2 separate regions of the Anas platyrhynchos genome follow, and region 1 is linked to region 2. A link is a contact called in public Hi-C data. All regions are on one chromosome and are shown on one strand. The core of a region is the stretch at or near the end of the contact, and the rest is flanking DNA. Distances in the headings are between cores, read along the strand shown. Region 1 holds the start of COL9A1 (collagen type IX alpha 1 chain). Region 2 overlaps FAM135A (family with sequence similarity 135 member A).

The links. A called contact is a pair of places that touch in the nucleus more often than the background predicts.
Region 1: a contact with region 2 is called in a Hi-C map of F1 follicle, with 1.8 times the contacts expected there. The contact joins the promoter of COL9A1 here to the enhancer-like site in region 2. A contact is called at or near these places in 4 of 8 Hi-C or Micro-C datasets (F1 follicle, liver, skeletal muscle and 1 more).

Annotation. Positions count from the first base shown.
Region 1 is chr3:90,096,865-90,099,564 of IASCAAS_PekinDuck_T2T, reverse strand. COL9A1 (collagen type IX alpha 1 chain) reads right to left here and starts at 1,375. Exons shown (of 38, transcript XM_038176103.2): 1 at 1,176-1,375; 2 at 780-853. The coding sequence starts at 1,189.
Region 2 is chr3:89,980,815-89,983,514 of IASCAAS_PekinDuck_T2T, reverse strand. It overlaps FAM135A (family with sequence similarity 135 member A), which reads left to right. Exons shown (of 21, transcript XM_038176079.2): 14 at 1-488; 15 at 2,437-2,597. Among named protein-coding and RNA genes, the nearest start is that of SDHAF4, 27 kb to the right of the region's middle. Within about 2 kb of position 1,399, at least 4 of the 8 cell types and tissues checked have an H3K27ac peak or open chromatin away from gene starts, as enhancers often do. A contact at or near this core is called in F1 follicle, where this site is marked.

The sequences.
Region 1 (2,700 bases), core at 126-2,625, 120 kb before region 2:
TTGAAGAAAGCAAATTTTAAAATGTAATTTTTCTGAATATTATCTGCCAAGAAGCCCCACAATGAAGTGGAGACCCAGCTGATTTCCCTAATTTAAGGAAGGAAGAAGAGAAAATAAACATTTATTCAAATAATTTCAGAATTCTGTGCAAGTCCAGTATCAGGTCAATATGGAAAATATTAGTAGAGTCTGGTTGGGGAAGAATGAAGAATGCAAGTTGGAAGGAGATACATTTCTAACCTACAGAGAGCCTCTTGTGTGCTGCAAGGGCTCAACCATAAATGTGGGTTTCCTTCTGACAACATAGGCTTAAAGGGAACATTCAAGCTGACATGTTACACCTTAGAAATAGCCTCATTCTATATTATTTGATGAGACTTATGGCAGACATCCAACCATTTATATTTTATTCCCAGCAAATAAAGTGGAACCAGTTTGTTGCCATATATAGCAGACTAATATCTAACTAGGAGCACTGAAAGATGGGGAGGAGAGGGAGGAGGGGGAATTTATGTCATGTTCCTACCACCCATATGCAGATTTTAATCTTTACCTTAAAAAATACATCTAACAGTGCATTTAAAATAATACACATAGCTCTCACTTTTTCCCCTCTTTCTCTATACATACATGGATACATACAGACACACACAGGTAGTTCTATCTTTCTGTTGTGATGGCTAGCTAGAGAGAATTTTAATTTTGAATAAGCTCAGAATAATTATTTTGACAATCAAAATTACGGAAAGATGAAAGGCGGATAAAGTCTGTCTCCTTACTTGATTGTTGCTGGATGGTAGCTGAGACGAAAGACCCCAGAAAACTACACACGTACAAGAAAGCTGTAATTTTCCTGTAAACAGAAAGCAAACTCCAGTATGAATGTATAGTTTCTGACAGATTCTGCTGTTGACTTTCTCCTCAGTCATGCATATTAAGTGTATAAAACCATGAGGTAAGAATTTACTAACAGACTTGACAAGACAATTTCTTTACACGAGAACTTTTTATCTTTGTCCTTATAATACAACATGCCTACAAACTCTTGCTATTACCATTTCTTTCGTATAACGCCGTCGCAAAAACAAACAACAAAGAAGGCAGTTGGCAAAGACAGCTTTAACTGTTCTAATCTCTTATTTACAGATTTCTCTAAATCCCACTTGTTCTCTTACCAGTTGCTTTTCATCTTCGCTGCTGCTTTTCTTCACTTCTCTCATGTGAATATTTGGTGTAGATATTCACACTCTCTGGTTCCCTGTCATTAGCCCTGTCAAGGAGAGTGTGAATGGGTGCAGACTGCTCCTTCTGCCCCATGCAGGACTCAGCAGGGAGGGAGGTGCAGCTGCTGGGTCGGTTTTAACCTTGCAAAGGGAAGGAGGTGGGGGCTGGACAGACGTGTGTCCTGGTGGGGTCTGAGGGCGGATCTCAGGAGCCAGCTGAGCACAAAGATGCCAAGAGAGCAAAGAAAAGGCTGCTGCTTATGCCAGCATCAGGGTAGAGAGATTAAGAAAATGTGAGTTAAGCGATGCCAGTCGCCGAATGGCAGGGTCTGCTGTTCAGCGAGGCAGATGAAAGAATTACATGTACCAAGGGATTTTTGAGAAAACTGGTGGCCCTGACACGGTGTTAAGGCTAAAAGCTTTCACGAGAAGAGACCACTCCTAGAAAGGAGATAGTTTTATTTCTCACTGACTTATTCATCTGACGGTCTCAGGAGAAGCCTAGCTCGAGATGTCCCAGCTGATCCCTCTGAATAAAACCAATTATTTAAAAGGGGTTTTATTGCTTAAACTTGAGCCTTTTTAAGGAACACATGTACACACAGGCACTACAAAGTAGACTCCTGTTCTTCAGTTGATAAAGCACTTGTTTTCCATAGACAATACACACGTTTGCACACAGAAGGATATTTATTCTCATTTGTTCGCATGGCTATAGAGACAGTGAGAGAGCCTAAAATCTGTATGCATGAAAAGACCAAAGGAAAGGGCTGAAAAGCCAAGAAGTCCTGATAGTCAGTGCAGTCAAAGATGCCTGATCAAGCAGATAATCACAGATCTTGAGTAACACCACTTTTTCCCCCATCAAGAGAAAGGTAAATACCAGGAGGCTTGTAGTCTAGCATCATGATGGTCAACTTATGACGTGTGCCAGAATGGGCAGATGAAACTACTGTCAATTAAGAAAATTAAAAATTGGAGAAATATTATTTAGATTTCACAATAACTTTGCTGAAGTCACCATAAACCTGAGACACTTATCCACCATGCTAATATTACTGTTGTGGCATGCAGTGATAATTGTAGGATGCAAGAGGAATTTATAAGGAGCAGGAGGGAGTGATGTGGAAGTCCCATGAAGCTATAAGGAAGGGGAAGGGATGATGTGGCATGGGAAAGAACAAATGAGAGCACTCGGGGTTTATAAGGAGTAACAAATTTGTGAAGGAATGGAAGTGTCAAACCATCTCTTTCATCAAATGGGAGGTTGTGGCAGGCAGTGTGCACTTGAGACTGTTTCATATTGTCGATTTATTTACAGCAGCATTAAGGAAGAAAAAGCCATCCAAGTAGTTAGATATGGAAACATATCTATGCCATCTTCGAATAGATTAGCAAATATTTTGGGCACACAACAAAAAGAAGTCTGACATTGCTTGTGTCTGGGGCTATTCAAACAGACATAATGCCCTCCAAA
Region 2 (2,700 bases), core at 150-2,649:
CTTGTAGAAAACTATTTTGGCTCTCGAAGCAGCACGGATATTTCAGATATTTGGCCTATGGACAACAGCAATCCTGTTAGCCCTCAAAAAGATATGTATGAAAAGCAAATTATTTGCTCTTCCCAACAAGATGAGGAAGAAGAGGACGATCAAGAAATGATTGAAAATGGGTATTATGAAGAAACAGACTATGGTATATTAGATGGAGCTTCCAGTGCTGACCAGGATCATGGTTTAACAGAAGAAAGAGCCCTGAGATCTGAAAGGATTGATAGCGGGCATCTGCGAGACGGAATGACTGTGCCTCCCGTCTGTACTCCTGGTTGTCTGTCTTTTCCATCTTCTCTGAGAGACTCTCCTTGCAATGTTATCTGTTCTTCAAGGAGTAAATCTGATGCAATTACACAGCAGCCAGGCAGCACATCCTACAGCTCAGCTTCTTCATCTGTTTCCTGGTATGAAAGCTCCCCAAAACCTCAAATGCTAGCGTAAGTGACTGTTTTAAAACAAAGTTTATTTGCTTTTAGAAATGATGTTAATTAGTGTAAAAGGGGGAAAGAAATGTGGTTATGCTCAAGTGCCCCCAAGACAGTGTCTTGTGGATCCTGTATATTCAAGTAACATCACATTTTAGATGTTAATATGGAAAATGTGTTAGCACATAATTCCTTATATGATTTACATTTTAATTTCATGTGGTTTCACAAACTTCAAGCAAAATGCATGTATCTTGTTTCTTTAATATGTTCCTTTTTAAAAAATAAGCATTCAACCGAAAAGTGATGTTGGAGTGGCTACTGAGCATAAAAAATGGTGTTTAATGAAATGGAAGCTGTTAAAATAGCACGTACGGAAAAATATGCTTTGAGTTTAAAAGCATAAAAGCAAAAAGTATCTGTAACTTACTGTGTGTTCTATTTATTGTGAAGCTATTTTGCAATGCTGGCCAAGATTGCAGCCTTATTTTTTAATCTTAACTTCAAATATCCAAAATGTAACACCTCTAAATTACACTACACTGTGGGTACCAGGAAGGTCAAATTTAGAGGAACATCGGGGATCCCGGATGCAAAAATAGGAGTTTCTCTAATAATCCCTGTTGCTAACGGAACATGGGAAGCAGCAGCGTTATGAGCTGTGCTGTACTGGAAGCAAAATGTTGCTATCAGAATGAAGAAGGCTTGGAAGAGAAGTAGGAATGAGGAGAAAAATCAGCAGACAAAAGAGATAAAGACCAGACAGTTTGTGGTAAGCAGGAGGAAGGATCTAGTGGTTGTGGAGGAAACAAGATTGGAAGTGAGAAGACAGAAATGTAGCTTTGAGATAACGGGGACTGCCATGGACTAGGTTGAAAAGCTAGTTGAAAGCTCTGTGGCTTTCTGTAACGATAAAAGAAAGAGGACACTCAGAGTAAAATCAAGAACTTGGCCTTGGGGAAAGCAGTCACTCTGAGACCAAACTTGGGTACATCTCATTCATTAAACATTCCTGTGGTTACAAACTAAGTAAACTGCTGCAGAGAGATAAGACCAGCTCTCTGCAGCAGTCTCTGTTCAGGCTGACTTTATTGAGGTTTGCTCTTACCAGTTAGTGAGGAATGAGCTAAAGAAAAAGCTGGGGAACCAGAGAACAAAAAGCAGAGTGAGAGGAAAACAAGGAACGGGCAGAAGAGGACAGACTATGGGTTGATACTGAGGGGTCATGTAAAAAAGACAAATTAAGGAGAGAAAGAAGCAAGGCTGTTTGAAGCGTTGCAGGGAAAACTGATGCACAACTTTGTAGAAAGGTCATACACAAAGAAACTTCAGAAAGGGAGAAGCACGAGGAACTCCTGGCACTTGGGCAGCTAATAGAAGCTATAGAGTAAGTCCTCTCCTAATAGGTAAGAGATCAGAGGTCTGGATCTAGTTTCTTCTGAAGCAAATAACAATTACTCAGCATATTAAAGGAGCTTTATAGTGAGCCAATTCAGCACTAACTCTGCTAACCTAGCAAATAGGTTTTAAATTTGGCAAGAATTATCAGAAGTCACTGGAAATCTTTATCTTGACTTTACAGGAATTAGAACCAGATCTAATGTTGTTATTGCAGTTAAACAAAGCTGTCACTTACTCAAGACTGGAACTAAACCAGAATCTTCTATGGTTTCAGAAATATTTTACAGTTAGCAGAGATATTCAAAGGAAAGAAGAGTTGATCTTAGGGTACAGATTTTGTTACAGAGGAAAGGGGACTTCAGGAAGCTGAAATGAAAAAGTATTTTGAGGAACTGGGTTATTTTGTGGAAACAGTAATTTGATGAATACCTTTTCTTCGTATTCTTCAATTACATAGGTGACAAAAGTAAAAAGTCAATAAAAAACTGTATCCTAGGATACCCTAAATTTGCCTGGCCATTGTAAATGTTATTTTATCATAAATATTGTTTCATTCCAGTTTCCTCCAGGCTAAAGAAGAGTTGAAGCAACTTAAACTTCCTGGATTCATGTATAGTGATGTTTTCAAACTGGCTTCTTCAATACCTTACTTCAGTATGGAGGAGGATGACTGTTCAGGAGAAGGAATACATCTTATAGTCTGTGTCCATGGCCTCGATGGTATGCTGGGAAATATGATACCAAATGAGATGGCAGTTCAGATTACCAGTCAGACTTAACTTTTGTTATTTGAACTGTGAACTGAACACTTCTGGAACAGGTT